2 separate regions of the Zea mays genome follow, and region 2 is linked to region 1. The links are chromatin contacts, called in public Hi-C maps. All regions are on one chromosome and are shown on one strand. Each heading gives the region's core, a stretch centred on a gene start, on an enhancer-like site or on the middle of the called end of the contact. The rest is flanking DNA. Distances are from core to core; before and after follow the strand shown.

Region 1 (6,944 bases), core at 1,759-4,258:
CAAGTCCCCAACAGTTGGTTTGCACCAGATATGTTCCCAAATAGTTTAGTATTTTTCTAATACCTTTTTTAGTGTGCTATGGCCCCTTTCTTTACATTTGTACCTGCAAGTTTATTTAGTGGCTCTTTTATGTGTTTTTTAATTAAAAAGCTTATGTGTTATCTATTCCACTTTCTAATTTTAAGTTGGCCATTAGCCATTGTGATAAACCCGTTTACTAGGAATCGTTTCCATAAAAGTGATTTTATTTGTCTGTTTTTGATCATTACTTTTGATCATTACTGTATTTAAAACTATAATTTTATAATTTATGTTAGTACCATATTGGCCTGTCACTGAATAGCTAAATTGAAAATATGGTAAGTTTCTGACCGACCAGAAATCATCTTGTGTAAAAGATAACGTTACTGACTATTTTCAGTCCTAATGATAGTTTTGTTCAATTTGCTAATCATGTGAACTATACAAATGACATACTAAACTATAATAACTGGAACATGTGATCAAATCAATATATCAGGTGCCCATCCCTTTGATTTAAAAAATGATAATCTAGTAGTCCCTACTACTATTATATGTGGAAGGGCGTACAACTATAGGGAAGAGGCCATGCTCCCGCTCCTGCCTCCCGCGATGCCCCCCCTCCACTCCCGCCTCCGCTGCTATCAAGGCACGATGTTGATGCCTCCGACCGAGACAACCTCTTCCTCTCCCAGTCTCACTCGCGCGAATCCACAGGCGAGACCGTCCTCGGCGGCCTGCCTCTCCTCCCTCCCACCGTCGTAGCGCGAAGCTCCACCGGACACAGACCCCGACGTTGCTCTATCGCCCGTTGCGTTGTCCCTCCGCTGGCTCCCACATACACCTTCTCGACCGCGCACCACCACTCCATCACCGTCCACTGGAGATTGTCCTCTCACCGAGACCCCCACCCACCGCCCTCCACCTCGCGTGCCTCGCAAACGGACGCGCTCGACCGCAACCCAAGTTTTGCTTCGACGTCATCTCAGACAGCTCAAAGATGTCATCCTCCATCTCATAACAGTATAACACTCATTTATTTATAAGTTATCGTGATGTTATATGTTTCCATTGCAACGCACGGGCACTGACCTAGTTGAAGTAAAAACGATATAAGAATATACCTATAGTTTAGTCTAGTTCTAGAAAACCTAGACAACTGCATTTATATATTTTTCTTACTTTGAGATGTCTTTTTAATTTTCTGAACATCAAGTCCTTTTAAGATTTCTCTTTTGATATAGCGCATCATCAAATCATTTAACTAATCATTGGTCATCTTGTTGCGTGGATCTAGGCGGATGCTGCTGTGTTGATTTGCTTTGAGCTCCTCGTCGTTCTAAGAATAGGGATGAGCGAATGGTGACAGGGGTTGCAATACAATAGGAACCAGTGCTGCACGATTAGCGGAATAGGGGTCAAGGGGTGAATCGCAGAGCTAGGCCGGATAGAGTCGCGCTGGACAGGTGGAGCTAGGTGATGGGTGAAACGAGGGCACACGACGAAGTGCGAAGCTAAGCCTGGATGGAGACGTGTGGATTTGACTGGGCCGTTGAGGCACACCACACACGGAGTTGGCGATTGTGCCGACGACGAAGGCTCGTGGAGCTAAGCGGAGACAGTCCTAATCAGCTAGAAACAATAGAGCGTGGGATAAAGATTTATTTTACTATTGGTATTTTATTGGGTTGAATCAAGGTATTGCTTGAACAAGGCCGAACAATATTGGGTCAACTGCCCATGTCTCCATGAACGGATAATATGGCCTCGCCTTAAGCGGACTTGAAATCAACAATTAAGAGTATGTTTTGTACATAGATTTTCTTGTGCGTGGCAGTAATATGAATCCCATTGCTTTAATGATGATGCTTTTCTGCTTTCTATTATTTGGGCGACAAGAGATTTTCTTGTGCGTGGCGCTTAAGCGGACTTTAAAGATTTTCCAGCTCCAAATATCAAATGTTACGATCTAACTTGGGCGACAAGAGATGACCGACAACAACTCCGTCTCCAACTCTTAAATGCCGGATCACTTATTACAGACAAGGTGTGTATTCTATTTATATAGCTATAACATACTCATGGGCTATACCTATCCAACCATTAGACCGAACCATTCACAGCATCTCCAACGGCCTCCAAACAGTATTCCTAAAACGTCATTTTAGGAGAGAAAAAAAAGAAAAAAACCCATGTCCAACAGTTTCCAATGTATGCTCCTAATTTATTCCAGCGTCCCAAAGCCACAACTTCTTGGCGTAAATATTCGTCGAGTTGCCAAGCACCATCTCACCGCGCGCAGTGCAGCAAGACCCGCGCAGATGGCCGCCAGCAACTCGGACGACTCGGCCACCGCCGCCTTCGCCTCGTCGGTGGCATTCGACATCGCTCATTCGACTGTGCCTTCTCGAGTGTCCCTGGATTGTTCAGCAGCAGCGACATCGCCCATTTGACTGTGCTCGAGGTCGTCTCTTTTCCGGCTCCAAACAAGTTCTTCCCAGCAAACAAATACGTTAAACCATCGTCAGTGACAGAGAACCATCGTCTCGATCTGTGCTAGCTAGCTAGCTAGTCGAGTTTCCGGTGAAAAATCAATGGAACGATCAAATGAATCCCTGATCCAACAGAACGTAGCATTTGACTAGTTTTGGGACAAAATAAGGTGCCGTTGGAGTTGAATATGTTGTTTTTTTGGGGGTATTTAGATCTTTAAGAAGATCTCAATATAACAATATTGAAAGAAATACACCAATTTAGCACTTGGATACCTCGTGTTGGGCCTCACCACTCTGCTACTCCTTCTGGGCTCGTGCTCGTCATCACCAGTTCAGGACACGACGTTGAAGCAGACGACGCTGGGTTGCTAACATTCAGACCGTTCGATCTTCGATCTAGCACTAGATCACCAACTGGAAAAAATAACACGCACGCAAGAGGAGAAAACAATCCGCAAATCGGCGCTCGGCTTCCGTCCTTTCCGTGCCTCCGCCGATCCGCCGCAACCGCGTCGTCCGTCCCCCCGTTCGGTCGCCGCCCTCTTTCCCGCCTCCCTTCTCGGCCTCCGTCCTCCTCCGCGTCCGCGGCCTCCTCCTCGTGCTTCATGGTAACTCCACCACGGCTCGATCTGAGCCCTACTCGTGCTTGGATTTCTCGGTCCTGATCTCACTTTTGTTTTTGCCCGATGCCGTCGTTCTCGGCTGATACAGTCTGCGCTCTTCAACTTCCACTCGTTTGTGACGGTGGTGCTGCTGCTGATCTGCACTTGCACGTACCTCAAGATGCACTTCCCCTCCCTCCTCATCCGCCGGACAGGGTGCGCCTTCATACTCGACTTTTTTTTTATTTTATATAGAAGCCTCAGCGAATATTATTGCGGTGTACTGTCTAAGGGTATGGCCTGATGTCGGGATGTGGGAATAATAATGTGCAACCTGTCACCTGTGTGATGCGCGGCTAATGCCCTTTTTTTTTCAGTTTGTTCTCTAGTTTAGCGACGCTGTGTGTTTCGCCTATTTGGCTTTTCGGATCCTACAGTCCTACTCCTATTAGTTGAAGTTCTAAAAATTTCGAAATAATTGGTATTTTGTCATTCAGAACGTTGTCTCCTGTTTATAATTGCCACTGCATTTATGAATTATTGGTCCATCCAAGTCTATGAAATATGGGTTTGAAGCAATTTTGCGAACCTCTTTTCTGGTACTGGCAAATATCAGAATCGCTCAAAAATTTCCATAGCAACTGTCCTTGTCTATACTCTAGATGTCCGTAATATGTTAGAATTTGCCAAACAATAAACAATTTTTCCTTCCGATTGATATCCTTTTCCAGATCTCATAATAAGAGCAAACCCTACTTTTGGTACTGCTAGTATTTATTAGCAATTCGTTTATATCAGAATTGCTCATAAAAAGAGTATTTATCTTTAAGAAAACAGGCCAGTTGCTTTGTGCGTGAGTGAATTAAAGAGGATTGGAGCACTACATTATTTATGGTAGACCCTAAAATCTCAGAAACAGTGATCTTTAAGTAGACAGCTTTTGGGAAGGAAGACAAAAATCAAGTCATTGTGTGTTAGGAGACTGTCCCTAAATCCAGATTTTTAAATGATTAATTTTGCCACTATGAAATTACCATGAATCTCTATCAAGTTGTACTGTGTAATCATTGATAATTGATCTATGACTCAGTTGTAATCTTGCAGGCAAAGCTAGAAAAAAACTTTGTTGCCAATCAACTATACATACGCTTGATTGCAAACACATCAGCAGAAACTTAGATAGTCTCTGTTGTCTGTTCTAACTAAAGCAAGAGGCACACCCACATGACACTTCATTACAGTTTAGGTACTAGATTCTTAGCAATTCTTGAAAGCATTATAATTGTATTATGCCGTAATTTACCTAATTAAATAATGTCACTGAAATGGCTTTTGCATTGAGAATTCGAGATCTTATAATTTGCATGGGGGTAAATGGATCTTGTTCCTGATTGCCTAATCCATTTCTACTTAGTTTGTGATGCTGCTCTTCTAACTTCTAAGGTGCCCGCCATTTCAGAATTAAGGGGCAACCTTATTGTGGCCAGGTGTAGGAAACAAGTTAAAACAAACTAGCAAAGGCAATTGCAATGAGGAAATATGCTAATTATTTTATGTAGTCATGTGGGGAGTTCATCACTGACCTTCTAATGTGATACTTAGATTAAACATTAACATCCACCTACTGTGTGTGTCTTTAGTTTTCAAACATAGTTTCCCACATTCAAAACTTCACGGTTTGAGCTTAAATTATACTTTGTACTCTATAAGACATACATTTAGCTCATCATCTTACCTCAATTTGCAGGTTCCGTGGTTTCTTTTGGAAGGCTGCTAGGATAGGTAACCTCTACCTATTTTGCTCAATATCTTATCATTTATCATTTCATTTACATACAGTTGTATCCAGTGCTTCATTAGCATGTGCATTTTGCAACTGATGCATTAGCCCTCCGTGTGCCTTTCAGTATGTTTTCTAAGGACTACACTGTTACACTGTTGCATTAGCCCTCCAGGTTTCAGCTCCAAATTGGATGTTGTTATAAGTTGATCTGGACTTGCAAACATATAAGTTTCAGGGAAAAAGCCCTGGCCATTCCATTATCATAAGGACCAACAGTTAAAGCATTCAGGTATCATCACCATTACAAGGAAACACCCGACAGCAGCACACCAGCTCAAACAGTGTAATTGCAAACTAAAATACACTACACCCTCCACTCATCACCAAACTGTAAAAAAACTCCTCCACTTCCCCTTTTCAGCAATGCCATAAGGTGAGTAGTCCACCAGAAGATTTGAGATCTCTGCTGGTAATTCCTTCTTCATCCAATCCAGTGCTGTCTTGTACAGGTACTTGTTGTTCACCATCAACTTGGCCTAGACAGTCAATCCTTGAGGCCTGATGGCCAGCACTTTGAGCATTTCCAACATGAAAATGAACTCTGGTCTTTTCTTGATTGGACAGAATACTCCAGCCTTGAAGCATGGCTGATATCATTAACAGGAGGGACTCACACTTCTCACAAAGTTCCCTGAAAACAGATACTGTTCCTTAGTTAACAAATCCCCCACAGGGCTGCAGCACAAAAGATATTGTCAACTAAGAAACATTTATTACTAGGCCACATTTGTCATATTGACAGAAAATCCAGGATTTGCAAACATATGTCCATTTGATCTTCAAGGCAACAGTTTCAGCCAAAAAAATCCTATTAAATTGTCCATTCCTAGTGGTGAACTGGTGGCAATGATCATCACTTATTGGGGATTTTTTTAACAAAGAGACACTGAATTAAGGGCCAGTTTGGCAGAGCTCCCAGAGCAACTTCTGGTCTGAATGCAGGAGAAGCTCTGCCAAACAGTTCTTTACTGACAAGTGATTCTTTGCTGATTCTGCGGAGTGATTCTCCGAAATCTGAAACGATCTAGGAGGCACCTGAAAAAAGTAGCTTCTTTTGATTCACTTCATGCACAGAATCATTGTATGCATAAGTTTATCCTAGAAAATCATAGATAATCATTTCAGTCAGAGAATCACTTCTCGCGGAGAATCAGGCAATCAGCTTCCACAAAGAATCTGGAGCAGGGGGAGCTCTGCAAAACTGGGCCTAATTTCTCCCTGTCCTGTGTGCCTAGAGCTAGAAGTGAAGATGCATGTGAAGATTGAAAAAAATTAGTCACACAACATGTAGAAATCACAATTCTAGAAAAAAGTTGATGAAGAACTGGTACTACCGTACTAGTAGAAATTATTATCTTATACTTAGCATTATGATGCAGCATATTCAGAAGTCAGGCTTGTTGATTATGAGTTCATTAGTGAAACTCTTGGTATCATTCTTGAGCGATTTACTGCTTTATGCTCCTGTATATGAAATTTGTTGTGAATTCTGTTGCTGGACTGAGGCAGCAGTTTAGATTATTATGTTTTAGGGGATTTCAAATTTTCTTGGGCTTGGTTTTGGACAATGCCATTTTTGTTTTGAGGAGACATAATTGAATTTATTTGTATATATTTTCTTGCATGCTATTTTTAGTATGTATCAATCAATATGCTTCAGATCACATAATAATGATTCAGCATTTCATCCTCAGGTGAACGCCTTAGCCCCTGGGTAGCCATTGGGTGCTCTGTGATGGGCATATCAATTTTATTTTGGTGAAATTGGAAGATTTGTATGGCCTTCTTTGCTTACGATTACTCCATTGTAAGATAGCCCGTTACTTGCTTCTTTCATAAGCATGTAAGAAACTGCACAGTCCTTAATTGTCCTTTTATCACATTTCAGAAGAGAAGCATCAGAATTTTGCAGTTACAGTCTGATTCTTCGAGATGTCGCATGCTTGTAATCTTGTAGCTGTGGTGTATTATTGTGCTATGTTA
Region 2 (7,155 bases), core at 3,670-6,169, 550 kb before region 1:
TCTTCACACTGATTGAATTGATTTCTAATTGGTTCAAAAGCAAGATGCCCATCTGAAATCTTCACACTGATTGAATTGATTTCTAATTGATTCAAAAGCAAAGGTAGCAGATCAATGTCAACCTATCATTACTCTATGTCCAATCAACTATTAAATTAGCATTCCCTTTGTGTATGTCAATATTGCGAGTCAATAAGAGTACATATTACAGTAAAAAACCGTCCTGTTACACCTGAATACCTGATTTGAGCTTTCAGGTCAGGTCAGGATGGCCTTCGGGTAAACTGGCAATCATGCAGATTCATTCTCCTGTGCAGCTGCCCCAAATCGGCCCCCACTAACAACCCTCAACAGCTCAACAACAAACACTAACAAATCAACCGTGGAGCAGTTAATTTAAGACTGCGATATTGTGAAGTTTCTTATTCTGAGTCAAATTTGTCCACAGAATATTACGCTGACAATAGCCAAAATGGTGTACGAGTTAAGAGCACCAACTGGAAGCATATGTCAATGCGGGAAAACAAAAATTGGACCAGACATGGCTTTCAAACTGGTAACACACATTCTAAGTGGTAGCGGCAAGAGAAAATTTTCTTCCAGCATCTGTGAGTGTACAAATGTCCATAGTTAACCATGATATATAAAGTAGAAAACTCCTGCTTGGTCACTCGGCCTGGGGCTTATCCTCGGCTTTCTTTGGCTGTCAACAAAAGAAAAACAGAGAATAATCCAGTCAGTAACTGAGAAAACAGAGAGACATGTGCAAAGAAACTCTAAACATACAGAATATCATGTCCGCTGAGGATGTCATCCACTGCACACATGACAGACCTCGATATAGAAGTCCTGTTGTAACAACAAATATTGGGAACACAACAAGGTACAATAGTTTTTTCCCTCAAACTATGCAGGAGAAAAAAAACAAAGGAGAGGCAATCAGGCAAAGCCAACTCCCTTAGGCCACCTAGTACACGACTAACAACACCACTCGCTGCAAAGAGAAAAAAAACATGACCAAAAAACCATCCGGAGCCTAAGCAGCCTGTGACAACTAGGAATGGGCACATTTAAACCGAAAGCATGAAACCAAACCTGAACCGAACTCCTGTTTTTTCGGTCTTTGGTTTCGGTTTCAGTTTCAAGATATGTGTACTTCAGTCTTCAGTTCCTGGGTGCAACCAAACCAAAACACTAAGGAACCGATCCCTACCAGCGAACACAGGACACGGAGAACACAGCAGCACAGCCCACTAGTCACTAGACTAGTGACGCGGGGTCCACAACACTCCTAACCCTAACCCAGCCACCATCACCATACGCAGGCAACCTGGCCCCAGCCACCGCACCATCACCATGCCACCACCACACCCTAACCCTAACCAGCACCAGGCCCCAGCGCCACGACGCCAAGCGGCAGGCGCATCCCGATGCTAGAGGAGGCAGGCGCATCGCGACGAGTCGACGGTGGCTGTGGTGGTGGCCCGCGTGCATCCAACGGCGGCAGTGGCTGCTCTGAGCGCCCGCGTGCATCTCGTTATGCAGCAGAGGTAGCTCAACGGGTCCCGGCTGGATTGTAACTAATCCGATGTAACTAATTGGCTCTCAACACAAACCACCCATAATCCAGAAACTAAGATCATGGATTGTGGCATCAATCCTGATCCCAGTGACTTATTCGAGCAAAACTTGCACTGCTGAAATGAAACAGGAGAAGGGTTAACAAATGGAGGGCATAGGAAATAAAATGATGTGGCAATTTTCAAGAAAACATCTGAGCATCTACACTAATCATGCAAGAATAACCAACAGGCAATGCCCTGGATACCTATTGAGCAACCTTATCATATGCCAGCGAATTGGACATCTATGGAGTGTGAACAACTAAGGCCCTAAAAGGTGCTGATGTGTAACTTATTAAATATAGCTTGCTAGAAAAAAAATTCTCAACCAGGAACTGGTAGTCTCCTGTAACTCTTTCAGTTTTGACTTGAATATCCAGTTATCCACATCTCCAAGAATGAATAAACCAATGATCCAGCTGATGATAGATTTACGGTTTGCACATACATGCTCTTTTAGACTAAGTATCCTATGCAGATCCAGTGCTGGATTCGAACCCACGAACTGTTGACTCAGTGAGACAGCTTTCACCACTGCAGTAGACCTGCCCTTCACTAAGCATCCTATGCAACTGCGTTTAACCATTTGCACGAACATGCTTTTCTACACTGCAACATTTATTGCAATCTTGGTTATAATGAACTTTGACTAGGTGGTAAATGAGATGTTGGTAAGCTGTACATACACGACATGCCTTACTGCACGTTTGGATCCAACGGACTAAATTTGTCTGTCACATCAGTTGTTTGAATACTAGTTAGAAGTTTTTAATATAGTCTAATTATAAAACTAACTATACAAATAAACCTAATTAGTTCACGATTCGCGTATATGATGCTACAGTAAACATTTGCTAACCATGGATTAATTAGGCGTAATAAATTTGTCTCATCGTTTAGTCTTTATCTATGTAATTAGTTTTGTATTTAGACTATATTTAATTCTCGGACTTGGTATTTAAACATTTGATGTGACACGTGCTAAACTTTAGTTACAGGAATCTAACACATCCTTAACTTCCCAGCTGACCCAGATGATACCATTCTAGGCAGCTACTTCTAGAGGTGACAATGGGCTCTCAATTTTATACTATAAGATTTAATGATCAGATCTGATTAGGATCAGACCCTATTTCTATTCATTTTTGAACTAAAATTTAGTTAGGGCTCTACCATTTTGTGAAGAAGCATTTGGATCACGATCCATTACCACCCCTAGCTACTCATGCCCAAATTATATGTTATTTTGGCTTTTCTATGTACACCAGATGCCATGCACTTAGATCTATAATTTTTTTTATGCTCCTAGATATACATTATGTATAGAATCCCATAACGATCTATAATTTGGAAGGAAAAAAGCAGTTGATAATGGGCTTTAAACTTTGCACTATAAAATTTAAGAATCGAATCAGGATAGGATCGGGCCAAGGTTTTAAAGTCGTCCGACTAATCGCGATTAGTCGGACTTATCGCCGGAGTAAGCTAAATTAGGAGCTTCGACTCGATTAGGGAGACTAGGAACCGATTAGTCGTCGTAGTCACTGACTAATCGCGATTAGTCATCCGATAATCGAGCGACTAGGAACCGATTAGTCATCCTAGTCACTGACTAATCACGATTAGTCGTGAGATTAAGTGTTATGACCGCCTAGTTTATGCCTGGTTTGGGCCTGTAATATGTCCTCTGTCCTATGGGCCCGCAGCCGGCCCACCATCTCTACAGTAAAAAGTAGAAACATTGTGTTGCCCTACCTGTACCACACCAGCCAGACAGTAGCCGTCGCCCCTTCTCCAGCGTGCGGCTGCGCCCCCTCTACTCCGGCGGCCCTCTACTCCATCGCGGCCCTCTGCTCCGGTGGCCCTCTGCTCCATCGCGTGGCTGCTGCAGAGGCCTCTACTCGAGCCTCCACCCTCCAGTGTGTGGCGCCCGCCTCTACTCCATGCCTCCACCAGAGTCCACCCTCCAGCGCGCGGCTGTCCTGAACTTCGGAGTTCACAGTTCAGACTTATTCACAGTTCAGACTTCCTAACCACTCCAAAGAACATTAGACTTCTTTAGAGTTCACAGTTCATAGTCTGTTCTGAACTTCAGACCGAGATGAGCATCTCTTCAGACGGTAATCCCTTTGTTCTTTTGCTTATTCACTTGTTCAGCAGTATTGTGCGTGTCTGCTACAGCTATAGTGTATTGTTGTACTGTAGTCCTGCTACAGCTATACACGCGCGCGCACGCGCACACACATATGGTCTTGTTATAGGTGGACGACTATAGGACGATTAGGAGTCGACTAGGCTCGACTAATCAAGCAAATCAATGACTAATCGCGATTAGTCACCTTATCGGTGCTCAGGCGACTAGAGTCGACTAGCCGACTTTAAAACCTTGAATCGGGCTCTATTTCTATTCATTTTTGAAGTAAACTTAATTAATGGTTCAAACAAATTGTGAAGAGACATTTGGATCATGATGCATTACCACACTAAAAGCAGTACCAAATTTCGGCGACAAGCAAACCATGCATTCATTTCGAGTTCGACAAAGCGATAAGCAGTGTAAACAAACTACATCACCGGTCGAAACAAACACAATGGTAAAACGCACAAGATGCCCAACGGATACCTTAACAGACACATCAAATACAAAGAAATGATCCAGAGAGTGTTCAATGCAGTGTAGAAAGAAAAGAAACACCCACGCACGCCTGGCGTTCGACGAAATGGAAAGATAAGCACAAAAAGGAAAACATGCCGTACCTTGATGCCAGGGAACGACATGCCAAGCTCCTCCTCGGGGATGACGACGGGCCACTTCTCCCCGCCGTCGCGGAACATCTTCTCCGTATCGATGAGCCGGCCCCGTGCGACGATCTGGTCCCGGATGCCCTGCGCCGTAGCTCCCTCAGCAAAGACGATGGCCTCTTCAGCTCCGGTGAAGTAGGTCACGAGGACCCTCGGAGGCGGGAGAGTCGGCTGCGACTTGAGGTCCGTGGACGGAGCTGGGGAGGGGAGGCGGCGGAGCTCGACCGAGCAAGCCGGGTTGGAGTCCTTGGCCTTGCGGCCGTTGCACTGCGCGAGGAGCTCCACTGCCGCCGCCTTCCGCGGGTCCAGAGGGCAGTACTCCACCACCACCTTGGACAGGAACTTCAGCATGCTCTTCCTCTCGCCACTGGCCCCGACGCCTTCGTCGTTGCCGCGCACTCGCCGGAGCCGCCTCTTCGCTCGCTGGAGATTTGGTGGCGGCGCGAGGTTTCGTGCCTGTATGCTGAGGGTTGGGCCAGCCCCAAACTTGTTTATGGGTCGGGTCACAAGTAGACGCCTCTTGAAATCAGTCGTATTAAATTTCTAAGGGCTAGTTTGTCATATTTTCTCACGATATTTTTATTTTTTAAGAGAAATTAGTTTATTTTCTCTTGATAAAATATAAATTCTTTGGAAAAATAGAATTCCCAGGCTAGCCTTAAGAGTATGCCTAACGGTTTTCAAACTCTACTCTAGACTAGTAAGCTAATTGTATAACAAATCTAATCTAAAATACAATAAAGTGATCGAGATAATGGGAGTACAAAAATTTGAATCTTTATTTCTTATCTTAATCTCTGAAATCGTGCTAACACTGAAATTAATAGAAAATGAACATACACATTGTATTGTTTTTCAAGTGTTGATACATATTAGATGTATTGTTACCCTCTCTTCATCAAGAAGCCTCAATACTCTCAGAAGGGGATCGACAATATTTGACTGATATTCGGTATTGAAAAATCCTTGTGCCTGGTGGTGTTCATACACATTGTGTGCAAATGCCCATTTATCACGAAACCCTTGTCCATATTATTCGAAGAGATGAGTTCTCATCTTCATCATTAAAGAAGCCATGGAATGTCTCCAAAGGGCCCATGATATCAGCATATCCACACCAAATATGATCTTTTGTAAATTTATCAGAAAGGTATAGCAATGTGAAAACATGCAAGGTTGATTGGACAGACATGAATGTAATCTCATCTCAAGGGGACAATGGGAAATAAGAGGGGGCACCACAAAAATAGTATCTAAATGCTTTTGTAGACACAAGTCAACTTCAGATAGATGTTTTTCATTCACAACCATAAATTACATCAGTTTTCATTAAAAATTGAGTTTCCACATACACAACCCTAAACATTGCATTAAGTTTGGAATTGGAATATGCAGAGTAGGGATTGGAAAGATGGTCTTGGTCCTCTAAATTGGTATTTCAAGCAATGGCCAATGTTTAGTTTTTTATACCATTCGTTGCACAACTTTATCATTTCTCACCTCAACACACATAGAATAAGAAACAGATAAAAAATTCATATAAAGCTCACTGAGAATTTTCTTGACAATTATTGTATCTTTTGTAGAAATGCCAATTAAAATTTAGAAGATCCTTCTTTTCAAAATCAGAGATTGTACTTACCCAGTTACCTTGTACTGTCGGCTTGCCACTGGAGATTGGGGATGGTTGGACATAACTGCGCACTAGGATTGGGGAAAAGAACTGGCCACTGGCATTTCCAAACTCGCCATTGGCAAAGAGATAGTGGTGTCTTCCTCCTTCGCCTCGTGCCCGTGGCCTATGGAGTCATGGAGGCGGGACAGCGCAACGGGCAGAGGTGAGAGGTAGCCAGTAGGCGCAATGCAGAGCAAAGGTGACTCAGGCTGTCAGGCGAGGTGAGTGGCGGGCGGCGTGTGCAGCGTAGGGAAGAGGTGAAGAGCGACTGTGCATGTGTGGTTGTGCCCTTGTGAGCAACAACGGTGCGAAGATGCCAGACATAGGTGGGCATCATGCTGCGTGAGTGAGGGAGGAAGGATGATCCAAATAACACTGACCATTGGATATGAGTGATGAGGGGAGGGAGAGAGGGCGATCTGAACCGTTGATTTTGAGGGTGTGTTATTTGTGGGTGCAATTTGTTTGGTGTACGTAGGGAAGCTTATAGGTGTGAGGGTGATTTGGTTGGGTGGGTTTAGCAAAGTTTTAACTGATGAATTATATAGTGTTATAGATTTTGAAAATAAAGATTACAAGTAGAGCTTTGAGACTAGATACTCGGTGTCATGTTTGCTGGAGGTTAGATGAGGATACCTGTTGTTGGGGGGGGCTCTTTAATCGAAGGTCCTCAAAATGCTTATCCATTAACCATTGTCAAGTCTATTTTAAATTGTAGCAGAGCATATACCGAATGATGCCTTCGGCTAGAGATGACATGCAGATGTTGTGGTCACAAAAACAAAGCTTGAAGCTTCGAATCGACGGCGCATACACGCAGAAGAGAAACTGGTCGAAGCAAGGCTAAATTCTCAAGACTTGTTCAACAAAACTATGAAGGAAAATGACAACAGTGCCCTTGATTCATTCAATAGCTCGTATGTATAGGTCTGGGGACATGGTTGTAATTTTGCCGAACCTGAACTCCGCGACTATATATAGAGGAATGGTGTCATGTATTAGATACGCTTTTTCGGCTGAGGATAGTTGTTTTGCGCTGCCTATGAAGTTGTATTC

Evidence for each region. Hi-C and Micro-C count contacts between places; a contact is called where the count stands out from the background.
Region 2: a contact with region 1 is called in a Hi-C map of tassel, with 4 times the contacts expected there. The contact joins the promoter of LOC100276733 here to the promoter of LOC100278269 in region 1. A contact is called at or near these places in 4 of 25 Hi-C or Micro-C datasets (ear, leaf and tassel).

Annotation. Positions count from the first base shown.
Region 1 is chr5:134,411,428-134,418,371 of Zm-B73-REFERENCE-NAM-5.0, reverse strand. LOC100278269 reads left to right here and starts at 3,008. Exons shown (of 5, transcript NM_001365089.1): 1 at 3,008-3,124; 2 at 3,228-3,334; 3 at 4,866-4,900; 4 at 6,656-6,768; 5 at 6,850-6,944. The coding sequence starts at 3,122. The coding sequence ends at 6,723. It overlaps LOC111589343 (a long non-coding RNA gene), which reads right to left and starts at 2,889. Exons shown (of 2, transcript XR_002748352.2): 1 at 2,790-2,889; 2 at 2,260-2,514.
Region 2 is chr5:134,962,591-134,969,745 of Zm-B73-REFERENCE-NAM-5.0, reverse strand. LOC100276733 reads right to left here and starts at 4,919. Exons shown (of 2, transcript NM_001371574.1): 1 at 4,380-4,919; 2 at 413-703. The coding sequence starts at 4,775. The coding sequence ends at 668.